2 separate regions of the Pan troglodytes genome follow, and region 1 is linked to region 2. Evidence: chromatin contacts called from public Hi-C data. All regions are on one chromosome and are shown on one strand. Each heading gives the region's core, a stretch centred on a gene start, on an enhancer-like site or on the middle of the called end of the contact. The rest is flanking DNA. Distances are from core to core; before and after follow the strand shown. Region 1 overlaps PLCG2 (phospholipase C gamma 2). Region 2 overlaps LOC134808772 (a long non-coding RNA gene).

Region 1 (6,395 bases), core at 2,482-4,981, 130 kb after region 2:
GAGGGTTTGAAAGGGTCAAGGAAATTGCCCAAAGCCATAAAGCAATTAATTGGAGCTGAGTTCTGTCTGACTCCCAATGCTTTACAAAATGACCTATATGTACGTACTCTACAAATATGTCTGAAGTTGGAAGTCCAAAGAGAATGTTTTCTGCCCAAAAAAGGAAGAGTTACGCATCGTGACTCTTGGAAACCTGGCTGAGACTCTTCCCTTTTGGGGCTCAAAGGAGGGTCTTACTTGGTAGGTGTCTCTGTGAGTACGTTTTCCCAGACAGGGGGATTAGGGAACGTGTGGAGGGTTTTGATTCAGAGGAATATGAATTTGATTTTAGCCAATGTTGTAGAAAAGCCATGTTAAATAGCATGACTTTTCCTTTCAAAAGCCATGACACTGAAACAATGTGGTCATAGCTGTCTCTTCAGCATGCCAAGAAAATAGCATGCCATTTCTGAAATAAAAATTATTCTATAAATAGCATGGAGCCATTCTTACGGTGGACATCAAAAATCATGTGGTCACTTTTTTCATATTTACAGGAAATAGGAGCACACAAAGATGAGCTCAGCTTTGAACAGTTCCATCTCTTCTATAAAAAACTTATGTTTGAACAGCAAAAATCGGTAAGATGATTCTTGAGCAAGTGATCAAGTGATGTTTCTGTTTTCCATGTATTTCCAAGTCTGGCATGTTCCTAAGAAACCCACAAGAAGTGTTGAATCTCCATTTTAGTCAAGGAAACATAAATGAGAATGACGAAAGCATACCATTTTCATCCATTAGATTGGCAAAAATCTTTAACCATGACAGAGCTGTGGGCAAAATGTAGAGAAATGGTGTTCATATGCCTTCCTGGTGGAAATGTGAATGGCCATAAGTTTGATTGGAATTTGATCTGAGTCTGTTAAAAAAGTGCAACTCACTCTACTGCATTATTTCATTCTGAAAGGAAATTTAGCAAATGGCTGTTATTATTAATAGCCATCTCCAGATTGAGGAATTATATATATGTTTCTTCTTTTTACACGTTTGTTTGTTTGTTTTGAGATAGAGTCTCACTCTGTTGCCCAGGCTGGAGTGCAGTGGTGTGATCTTGGTTCACTGCAACCTTTGCCTCCCGGGTTCAAGCGATTCTTGTGCCTTAGCCTCCCCAGTAGCTGGGATTGCAGACGTGCGCCACCACGCCCAGCTAATTTTGTATTTTTAGTAGAGATGGGGTTTTGCCACATTGGGTGGGCAGGTCTCGAACTTCTAACCTCAACTGATCCGCCCACCTCCACTTCCTAAAGTGCTGGGATTACAGGTGTGAGCCACTGTGCCCAGCCCTTTATATACTTTTATTCATATTTTTTATGAGGGCATATTTTTTGATTAAAATAATAGACTATTTAAAAATTAAGAGGGTGTATGTTTTGATCTGACAGTGGCATCCTGGGGACTCTGTTTTATGAAAGGGAAAACATCGGGGCCTAAGAATATATTATCGGATTGTTTATTGCAGCATTACTTATGCTGGCAAAGTACCTGGGCACCATCTGAATGTCTCTCAATGGAGGAATTGCTGGGTAAATTATGGTCTGTCCATACTATGTGACATTATGCAGCTGATTAAGAAGCATGTGTCAGTTCTCTTTCCATTAATCTGAGATGATATTTGTGACATTTTGTGATGAAAGCCAGCAGCAGATTTACATCAGGAGTCAGGTCTGCTATTTTGTTAAAAATCATAGAATAGAGGCCAGGTGCAGTGGTTGACGCCTGTAACCCCAGCACTTTGGGAGCCCAGGCGGGTGGATCATTTGAGGTCAGGAGTTTGAGATGAGCCTGGTCAACATGGCAAAACCCCATCTCTACTAAAAATACGAAAATTAGCCAGGCATGGTGGTGTGCACCCGTAATCCCAGCTACTTGGGAGGCTAAGGCAGGAGAATCACTTGAACCTGGGAGGCGGAGGTTGCAGTGAGCCGAGATTGCACCACTGCACTCCAGCCTGGGCAACAGAGTGAGACTCCATCTCAAAACAAACACAAAAACAGAGAATGCAATAATCCTCCTTTTGCTCATTTTTATGAGCAGGGGGAGAGTATGGAAGAAAGCACCTCACATTTAATGTTGATTTTGTGTGTGTGCTGGAAGGGGTTGGGAAGATAGGCAGGAAGGATAGTTACCTTTTCTTTGCACAGCTCATCTTCTGTGGTATGTTCCAAGTAACATGTTACCTTTGCAATAAAAAGTTCCATAGAGCATAAAGTTTTAAAATTGAGACTATTCTGTGCGACGCACCTAGCACAGTACCTGGTAGGTGGCACACATTCAGTAAGTAGGGGCTGCTGTTGTTGCTGTCAGGAAAGGGCTTTGCAGACTGCAAAAGAGTTCCCAGGGAAAGCTGTGAGGGCGTCGGGAGTACCTGGAACTTGGAGTCAGGTGGCTGTGGTTTCTCCAGTTAGCTGCATGATCTTGGATGAACCACTGACTGCTCCTAGCCTCAGTCTTCTCCTCTGTGCAATGGGAGGTTGGGAGTTGTGAATACAGGCATTTTTAAGTGATGAGCATGAATGTTCCTAGAAGACAGTCATTAATTGCTTTCTGCATGCAGAGCTGTGGGCTGGCCACACAGTGAGGCCACCTGATGGGTGACCCCTGGCCGTGGGACTTTGGATGTATCTGAGTTAGAGAAATGGGAGGGCCATTTCCTATCTGCCCAGATTTGGGGAAAACATATTTCATAGAGTGGATCATTGAATTGCAATGTGTTCATTTTTTCTCATATATAATAATTAGTTATTTGTTTGCCAAATGAAATAGAAAGATTGCAGGCTTGGGAGTTGGGAGAACTGGATTCTAGACCAACTTGACCTCTAACTGACCAAGTAATGTTGGGGGAAGCCATCTCTGTCCTCTCACTTAGCCTTTTCTATAAAATGAAGGTATTAAATGAGATCAATGGTTATAAAACTTTTAATACTCTTTAATCCCCTCTCCTTTAGACAGGAAACTGTAACAACCACCACAAAAACCATGATTCATAAAAGCTTATCAGAATACTTTTTAAGGTTAAAACCTGTAACTTTAAAAATAGTCCTTGAGAACAATGACGTGTGTCATTGAACATAGAACATGTCATAGAACAATGATGACAGTGTGCGTATGAAATTTGGAACGGTGACGATTGTCATCTTATGCAATTGACCAGGACTGAGAAAAACTCGATTTACTCAAGATAAGTAGTTGCAAATAACAGTTTTTTTTTAAAAAATAATAGTTTACCTTGAAATTTCAAGATGCTGTGTTGTCAGACAGATGTCAGGCAAAGTTTGAAAATAAGATTTGCACATGGCTGGGAGCAGTAGCTCACGCCTGTAATCCCACCACTTTGGGAGGCCAAGGCAGGAGGATCCTTTGAGCTCAGGAGTTTGAGACTAGCCTGGGCAACATAGTGAGACCCAGTCTGTATTATTAAATAATATTAAAAATAAAAAAAAAAAGATTTGCAGAAAAGCTGTTTCACCTGCTACCAGATTAACCCATTCATTGATGGTTTCCACTGTGGTAACATTCCACATAAGAGGTATTTCAACCTGTACTTTAATTATGGCTCTTATTAAGGCTAGTCTGTGTGTTTGTGTCTATGAGGGAGAAACATAAATTGGAATCAGAGTTTTACAAAATATCAGAACCCTCTGGGGTGCCCTAGATTGCCCCGTGTGGAACTTTGTATGGCAAAGATTCTGCCGATACTAAAGGTTGACCCCTGGTGGCCAGAATGCCACATTGAGCCTGCCCCTGGTTGTACTTGAGCTAATGGTTTAAATATGTTAAAAATTAATTGCCTACATTTAAAACTTGAGAGATTATATTATATATTAAAATCTAGATTGTTGGCTTCCCTTAGGAAAAAAATTGAGATCTGGCTATAAATAGGGTCACATCTCGCCATGGAACGGTCCGCATTCTCTGTATCGACCCAGCCCCATACAGCTCTGTCTGCTCATTTATGTTGCTTACCTGACCCCAAAGAAGTTTTGCTTTGGCAACCCTCATCTCCACTGTTTGAGGGTATAACTCTCCAGTTTGGTCACTGCATTTTAAAAATTTAATTTAATGACAGATTTGAATAACAAAGTCCCAAGCTATGTAGATGGCTTCTGGCCAGCTCTAAGAACCTCACTGCTGTTGTGTAGGTAAATGCCCATCCCCTAACCTGTTAGCAAATTGTTTACTTCCTGTTCCTGGCTGGAAGCACAGGGCAGAGAAAAGTACCTGTTTTGTGATTTGGGGGGAAGGAGGGCCTAGCTGGATTTCTCAGGCTCCTGCAGGAGACAGAGCTATTTATGGTGACTTATAATCCCCAGAACTAAATCCAGGGAGTGGGTTCATGCTTATCAGTAGCCAAACGGCTTCCATCGTGAGCTTGCTAGTTCCTCTTTGTGTCTAACCACCTGCCTATGTTGCAGCTCTCGAGCCTCAGAGTTTCCAAAAGTGTGGCAGCAGGAGGAGGATAAAAAATTTAATCTCACGTTTGTGTCTCCCTGGTGAGGGGATATACCTCTAACTAGGCTGGAATAACAGTATCATTAACGAAGATGATAGCCAACATTTTCTCAGGTGGACTATTTGCTAGGCACTATCCTATGTGTTTTTTTGTTTTTTTGTTCTTTTTATTTGAGACAGAGTCTTTCTCTGTTGCCCAGGCTGGAGTGCAATGGCACGATCTTGATTCACTGCAACCTCTTCCTTCCGGGTTCAAGCGATTCTCCTGCCTCAGCCTTCTGAGTAGCTGGGATTACAGGCATGCACCATCACGCCTGGCTAATTTTTGTATTTTTAATTGAAACGGGGTTTCACCATGTTGGCCAGGCTAGTCTCAAACTCCTGACCTCAAGTGATCCTCCCGCCTTGGCCTCCCAAAGTGCTGGGATTACAGGTGTGAGCCATCATGCCCAACCTGCTCTATGTGTTTTGTATACATTTAATTCCCCCCTAGAGGCCTGTGCAAGAGCTACTGTTGTTATTGCCATTTTAGGGATTAAGAAACTGAGGTCCAGAGAGGTTACTTTGCTGAAGGCCTGCTTACTGCAGGGTAGTAAGCTGCAGAGCTAGGATTTGATTTTCTGCCCAACTTTGACGCATGGCCATGGAATACTTCTTAATTTTTGAATCCTTTGTATTGAAGAAAATGTAAAGCATATACAAGTAGAGAGAATAGCGTAACAGACCCCCATGTATCATCAGCTGACTTCAGCCATTATCACCTTGTCGCTGCCCTCACCCAAGTCCCTTTTCTCACGTTTTGCAGCAGACGTCACCCAGCAAATCAGGTCACCTGCCACTATTGTAATTTAATGCCTGGCTACGTGACTGCGACCCTGCTACCTCCTGATCAAACCTGTGAAGTCCCCTGTGGTTACAGCATTCTTACATAAAAATAGAAAGCACTTGCAAAAAATAAAAAAGAAAATTGAGAAGCCTGCTAACCTATCTCTGGTTGTTCCTACGATCCAGTCAGGCATTGAAGGATTGTTCTGCTGGATTTTACATGGGTGTGAGCATGGGGGAGGTGAGTGATGAGCGTTCTGTGACGATGTTTGTGGAGGAGCTCAGAGATCTTGCAGTTTATTCTTATTGTCAGTGGCTGGCAAGAGGAGAGTCCACAGTGGAGAAGTTAGATAGAATCTCTGGTTAGCTTTTCTTTTTCTTTCTTTCTTTTTTTTTGTTTTTGAGACAGGGTCTCACTTTGTCACCGAGGCTGGGGTGCAGTGGTACAATCATGGCTCACTGCAGCCTCGAACTCCCTGGCTCAGATGATTCTCCCACCTCAGCCTCCGGAGTACCTGGGACCACAGGCGTGTGCCACCATGCAGGCTAATTTTTGTATTTTTTGTAGAGACAGTTTCACCATGTTACCCAGGCTAGGCTTGAACTCCTGGGCTCAAGTGATCCACCCGCCTTGGCCTCCCGTAGTGCTGGGATTATAGACATGAGCCACTGTGCCTGGCCTAGCTTTTCTATTGATGAGATTTTACCCTTGGCCTTCCAGAACCAAATGGTTCCTACAGCCTAAGTACCACTGAGTGCGTAAGACCAGCTTCGGTTGTGAAAGGGCGTGTGCCTTCAGCCACGTGGGAAAACTCCATTCTTTTCCCTCCCTTTCTTAGTGCCCTGGCCCCTGCTTCTGTGACCCCCGCCTCTGGCATGGCGCCTTCTCTTGTCCAGCTGGTAACTTCTCCTGGGGCCCGACTCAAAGATGACATTTCCCTGTAGCCTTTTAGCTACCAGAAGAAATTAGTTTATCTATTATTTTAGTCACTCATCCAGTAAATGTGTGCGTGACCCAAGAGGGCACAGTGGTTAACAATACAGCTGTTTCTCCTGACCTCACTGGCCCTTTGCTGGGGTGG
Region 2 (6,740 bases), core at 2,972-5,471:
CCAGCTTCTTGGGAGGCTGAGGCAAGAGAATCGCTTGAACCCGGGAGGCAGAGGTTGCAGTGAGCTGAGACTGTGGCACTGCACTCTAGCCTGGGCGAAGAGAGACTGTCTCAAAAAAAAATGTATAATGATCAAATCAGAGTCATTATCATATCCATCACTTCAAACGTTTGTCATTTCTTTGTGTTGTGAACACTGAAAATCTCTTCTAGCTTTTTGAAAATATACAATAAGCCATAGTTAACCATATTCACCCTACAGTGATGCAGAACGCCAGAGCGCGTTCCTCCTACCTAGCTGAAATTTGTGTGCATTCACCAACTTCTCCCTATCCTCCCCTCCCTCCTCCCCTTCCCAGCCTCCAGTATTCAAAATTCTACTCGCTTCCTCCATGTGCTCAACATTTAAACACAGATTTTAATTGTGGTAGAAAGCACACAAAAGTTACCATTGTGGGGGCGGGGAGGGGTGTTGGCTAAAATTGAAAAGGTAGCAGAGTACCTCTCAGTCAAAAGATGACCTAGAGAGTCCATTACTCCAAGTACATAGTACCCCTGTAAAATAGGGGTTAGGTCTCATGCATGCATTCAACCTGCTAGGTGCCAGGAAGTGCTCAAGGAAGGGCCTGACTGGGATGAGACCAACGAGGGCTCCAGGTGCAGAGTTGAGGATGGTGCTGCTTCACAGGTGATGACCCTGCCTGTGTATGACTCTAAGAGTGACTGTCATCTTCCATCCTACTCCTGGGGCCCAGCCTGTCTCCCTGGAGCCCCAGCCCCCATGCAGGGTGAAGGAGGGTTTAGATGACTTGGCAGAGTCTTAGTCCAGCCAGGGAAGGAATGTCCCATGCACTACCCCTGAGAAATGACTCCATCAACAGTGGTTTGAGGAGCGCTTAGTATGTGCTGGGAACTGGGGTGGACAGGAGTGACCACAGGCATCCCACTGCTTTCAGGGAGCTGGTGGGGAGAACTCAAGACAGATGATAGCACATATAATCATTTGTTACCCCACGGTGGGTGCTGTGAAGGAAAGAGCCAGGTGCTAAGAGACGGGAGTGAACAGGGGCCGGGAGCCTCACTTCCCATCTGGCCAGACTTCCTCAGGTTCTGGGACCCAGCTTCACAGGGCCCCTCGTCCTCCCAGCTTTGAAGTTCTTATCATTGGTCCCGCTCCTCTTGTTCTTCCAGACGTGTGAAGAGGGCCTGCTCTGTGTCATTATCAACTTGCAATAACTTAGTGTCCCATTTCATCTTTTTGGTTCTCAATACCTGCTTCACAGTTCACCTATTATGTTTTATCAACAGAAGAACCAGTCTAGCTGGGTTCGGTGGCTCATGCCTGTAGTCCCAGCACTTTGGGATGCTGAAGTTGGGGGATCACTTTAGCCCAGGAGTTTGAGACCAGCCTGGGCAACATAGCGAGTCTCTGTCTCTACTAAAAAAGGAAAAGAAAAGACAGAAAAGGAAAGGAAAGGAGGAAGGAAGGAAAGGAAAGGAAGAAAAAGATAGCTGGGCATGGTGGTGCACACCTGTAGTCACAGCTACTAGCGAGGCTAAGGTGGGAGGATCACACGAGCATGGGAGGTTGAGGCTGCAGTGAGCCACAGTAGCACCACTGCCCTCCAGTCTGGATGACAGAGAGAGACCCTATCTCAAAAACAAAAACAAAACAAAAGAACCGGTGTGCTCTGTCTCTTGACTGGACCGACTGGCACAGACTTGCTGGAACACTGGTCACCCAGGCAAAGAGCCCAGGTAGAGCGACCTGTGTGGTCAAAAGCCAGGAGGCTGGAGGGAGTGAGGGACATTCCCGGAGCCAGAGGCCAGAGGGGCCAGAGGGGAGTGAATGGGGTGAGGTTGGGCTCAGGAATAGGCACCTCATTCACCCTGAGCTGATGAGAACCAGGCTTAGGGCTTTTATTGGAACTGGTGGGTTAGGAGATCCTCTCTCTTGTGGATGTGAAGCCAGGAGAAAGGAAAGCTGCAGCTATGCAGGGCTCCTGTGGGAGACAGCCTGCCTGGAGGTGAGGCCCACCCCAAGGGAGGGAGAGTGGCGAGATGAAGAAAGACTAAGTCCCAATGACATTGTTGGAGCCCCTTGATCCAGCTGTGACTGTGGCCCTGGGTTTTCAGTTACATGAGGGGATAACCTCCTTTTTTTTCTTTTTCTTTTTTTTTTAAGACAGAGTCTTGCACTGTTATGCAGGCTGGAGTGCAGTGGTGCGATCTGGCTCACTGCAACCTCCACCTCCTGGGTTCAAGCAATTCTCCTGTCTCGGCCTCCCAAGTAGCTGAGATTACAGGCATCCGCCACTGCACCCAGCTATTTTTTTGTATTTTTAGTAAAGACAGGGTTTCACTGTGTTGGCCAGGATGGTCTCAAACTCCTGACCTCGTGATCCACCCGCCTCGGCCTCCCAAAGTGCTGGGATTACAGGCGTGAGCCACCGTGCCCAGCCAACTTCCCTTTTTTTTTTTTTTTTTTTGTGTGAGATGGAGTCTCACTCTGTCGCCCAGGCTGGTGTGCAGTGGCGTGATTTCGGCTCACTGTCAGCTCCGGCTCCTGGGTTCACGCCATTCTCCTGCCTCAGCCTCCCAAGTAGCTGGGATTACAGGTGCCCGCCACCACGCCTGGCTAATTTTTGTATTTTTAGTAGAGACAGGGTTTCACTCTATTAGCCAGGATGGTCTCAATCTCCTGACCTCGTGATCTGCCTGCCTTGCCCTCCCAAAGCGTTGGGATTACAGGCGTGAGCCACCGCACCCAGTCCCCCAACTTCCCTTTTTGATTAAAACAGATTGAGGTGACTTTTCTTCTCACTTGTAACCAAAAAAATTCCAAATCTTTTGGCACTCCATAAGTAGCCGTCATGATGGTGAAGCTGGTGGGGATGATAAGGGGATGATAAGGGTGAAGCTGGTGAGGATTTTTTTTTTAAGACAGTCGTGCTCTGTCACCCAGACCATGGCTCTCTGCAGCCTTGACCTCCTGGGCTCAAGTGATCTCCTACCTCAGCCTCTTGAGTAGCTGGGTCTACAGACATGGGTCACCATACCCAGCTAATTTTTGTTTACAGGCAAAGTCTCACTATGTTGCCCAGGCTGATCTTGAACTCCTGGGCTCAAACAATTCTTCCGCCTCAGCCTCCCAAAGTGCTGGGATTACAGGCATGAGCCAGTGCTCCCAGCCCAGGAATTGGAATTTTTTAGAGCATCTGGAGAGGTGAAAAAGGGGGCCAACAGGCTGGATGCTGCAGGAAGGAAGGGGAAAGGAAGAAGGGTTGGTTTTTCTGGATTCAAAGTGTCTCATCTTAACTCCAATCCTGGACTTTAAAAATAATGTTATGCAGTGGAACCTTTTTCCTGTTGATTCCATATACATTCAGCAAAGAATATAAGATGATTAAGTGCTGGTTGTAAATGACCTCCAGCAATGGGGCTGGGTTTTGCATCCGGGTCACTGCAGGGCTGAACTAGAAAAGGTTGTGTTGGGTAACCCAGCCCAAGATTCAATCTTGATTGGTCTAAGCCAGTGGTGGCATTCCTAGCCTCCCTCCCACTGATTGGCCGCGAAGGCCATATGACCTAGTGCTGACCCATGAGAGGTAAGGAGAGTTGCCGGAAGCCTTCTTGGATGACCTGTGGCCACAGGAACCTCTCTTTTCTGTAAGTTGCAATATCCCTTAGGGTTGTCACTGAAAATCTTCATGTTTGACCATCCTCTGCCTCTCCCAAGTTGAATTTTGCTCAGTTTCATCCAAACAACAATGACTATAACTCAGGGTTGCATTCAACATATTTAACAACCGAGATAACATGGACCCTGACTAACTAATAGCCACTGGCCACAGACTGCAGGCCATATGGTAATTACCAGCTGGATGTCAACCCCAAGTCTGCTCCCTATTATGGGCTGCATGTGGTTGGCTCCTGGGGATACAGAGATAAATTATGCGCATTTACTGCTCTCAAGGTGGGCAGTCTGGTAGCTTCTGTAAGAAAAAGTAGGTTAAGTCTAGAATGCCAATGTTTCGCATTTTCCCTGTAAATCTCAGGTTCTGACCTTGGCTGACATTAGGGTCCGGGGGAGCTTGGCCCAGGCTGATTCAGCAGATCTGGAGGGGCATGGGCATGTATGTTTAAACAAAGTCCCAGCTGGGAACCTCTGCTTTCAGCTATCCATTCAGAGGCCGAGTTCAGGGGCCAGACGTTATTCCTGAGCCTCCTGGCTGTCATACAGCGAACGACCTGACTCTCTGTAGGGGCGAGACTAGCCCATTCAAAGGTGCGTCCTTCCTTTTTCTTTAGAAGGGACCAAGTGTGTAAAGGAGGAAGAACAAGGGTGCACTTCTGGGGACAACATAATGTCACAGAACCAGGGAAGGAATTTCATGGCCCCTAGAAAACTCAACAGGCAAGAGGATGCCAAACTCGAATGGAACCTCTATTAACCCCAAAGTCAGACAGGACCAGCCCACGGGTGCTCAGGGCACTGTGGCACAAACAGGGCCGGCCTGCTGGATAAAGGGAGGTAGAAACGCTTTCAGCCCTCCCCGGTGCTTCCCGGTTTATAACTTCATCTACTCGTGACACGTGGGGGTCCGCCGCCGCCACTGGCAGGGTGCCTTGAGTGCTTGAGTTTTCGCCTCCAGCACAGGTGGAGAACGCAACTCCCAGAAAACATCTGGGGCGGAAACGGAAGCATGGCCGCAGCGGTGAACGCACTGCATTCTGGGAAATGTAGTCGAAACGGCCGCTGGGGCAGAGTGAGCACCCACAGTGGTGCCTTCTGGGGAGGGTCGTTTTCACGTAGTCCAAGAGCCAGGGGTGGGAGCCGCGGGGCTCTCACCCCAGCGCCGGGAGGGGATGAACAACTTTTGGATTTTGAATTTAAGTGTAGGATTTCGTTTTGTCAGTCTCCAACCCTAACACCCAAGGAGGCAGAGAATAAGAGCAATATACACTTCTGTGATGCCATTCATGTCTGCATTGATTATTTCTCCGTCGAACTTGAGTAAACAGGCAGTTTAACCTCCCAAGCATCTGTAAAGTGGGCATATTAATAATTCCCACTTCTCAGGCTTGATAACATCAATCAGGTAACTGGTACAGTGCCTGACACACCTTCATTGCCCTCTTCTCTTGGAACCAGTGGAGCCTACAAAGCAAACAGATGTGCTTTGTAACCAGGAGTATGAATTCTGCTCCAGGAGAGCACGGGGGACTTTGTCATATTTTGGGAGTTATAATTTCATTAAATTCCAGCCAAAATTCATAGGCAAAAACGTAAGCAAATCTTGTCACATAAAGGGATTCAGCAAAGGTACACCAACCACCTTGCTAGCCAGGACACAGTGAGATGAAACTTAAAAGCATATGACAAGTTTCTGGGGTCAAGCATTCTCAAACAGTACTAGTGATAGTATTAATGGGTTTATCCTCTATAAAGAGTAATTTGGCAATAGCTTTCAAAATTACAAAGGCATATATGTGCAGCTTCAGTGATTCCCCCTCTAGGAATTTCTCCTGCAGACATACTCCAAGATTTTCAAAATGACAAAAGTTTAAGAATATTAATGGGACTGGGCGCGGTGGCTCACACCTGTAATCCCAGCACTTTGGCAGGCTGAGGCGGGCAGATCACTTGAGGTTAGGTGTTTGAGACCAGCCTGGCCAACATGTTGAAACCCCATCTTTACTAAAGGTACAGAAACTAGCCTGGCGTGACGGTGGGTGCCTGTAGTCCCAGCTACACGGGACACTGAGGCACAAGAATTCCTTGAACCCGGAAGGTGGAGGTTGCAGTGAGGTGAGATTGTGCCACTGCACTCCAGCCTGGGCGACAGAGGAAGACTCTGTCTGAAATAATAATAATAATATTAATGGTAGTATTGTTTTTTAAATAAATGATTGGAAGTCATCTAGACATCTGTGGATAGAGGATGAGTTACATCAATTGTGATGTGTCCATATACTGCAATACCATGCAACCATTTAAAATAATGAGGTGCAACATCACCTATATAATATTCTTGCAAAAAAAATGTTTAACCTAAATCTATTATGAGGAAAGAAACAGAAATTCAAGTTAAGAGAGATTTGCAAAATGCCTGGACGCTCAAAAATGTCAGTGTCATAAAAGACAATATGGACTGGCGGACTGTTTTAGATTACAGTAGACTAGAGACATGACTGTTAAATGAATGACTTTTTTTCTTTCCATTGTTTTTTGAGATGGAATCTCACTCTGTCACCCAGGCTGGAGTGCAGTAGCGTGATCTTGGGTCACTGCCACCTCTGCCTCCCAGGTTCAAGTGATTCTCCTGCCTCGGCCTCCCGAGTAGCTGGGATTACAGGCACCTGCAAGTACACTCAGCTAATTTTTGTATTTTTAGTAGAAACAGGGTGTCCCCATATTGGCCAGGCTGGTCTCGAACTCCTGACCTCAGATGATCCACCCACCTCGACCTCCCAAAGTGCTGGGATTACAAGCCTGCGCCACCGCACCCGGCCAAGGCCTGTAGTTTGAGATAGCCTGGCCAACATGGTGAAACTCCATCTCTACTAAAAATACAAAATTTAGCTGGGCTTGGTGGCACATGCGTATAATCCCAGCTACTCAGGAGGCTGAGGCATGAGAATTGCTTGAACCTGGAAGGTGGAAGTTGCAGTAAGTCGAGATGGTGCCACTGTACTCTAGCCTGGGCGACAGAGTGAGACTTTGTCTCAAACTTAAAA

Evidence for each region. Hi-C and Micro-C count contacts between places; a contact is called where the count stands out from the background.
Region 1: a Hi-C map of induced pluripotent stem cells shows a contact between it and region 2, with 2.5 times the contacts expected there. The contact joins two enhancer-like sites. A contact is called at or near these places in 4 of 7 Hi-C or Micro-C datasets (induced pluripotent stem cells, a lymphoblastoid cell line and stem cell-derived neural progenitor cells).

What each region holds. Positions count from the first base shown.
Region 1 is chr18:80,032,035-80,038,429 of NHGRI_mPanTro3-v2.0_pri, forward strand. It overlaps PLCG2 (phospholipase C gamma 2), which reads left to right. Exons shown (of 33, transcript XM_001148089.6): 7 at 537-620. Among named protein-coding and RNA genes, the nearest start is that of PLCG2, 93 kb to the left of the region's middle. Within about 2 kb of position 3,732, at least 1 of the 24 cell types and tissues checked has an H3K27ac peak or open chromatin away from gene starts, as enhancers often do. A contact at or near this core is called in induced pluripotent stem cells, where this site is marked.
Region 2 is chr18:79,904,005-79,910,744 of NHGRI_mPanTro3-v2.0_pri, forward strand. The region is part of intron 1 of LOC134808772 (a long non-coding RNA gene); the gene reads left to right. Among named protein-coding and RNA genes, the nearest start is that of PLCG2, 34 kb to the right of the region's middle. Within about 2 kb of position 4,222, at least 14 of the 24 cell types and tissues checked have an H3K27ac peak or open chromatin away from gene starts, as enhancers often do. A contact at or near this core is called in induced pluripotent stem cells, where this site is marked.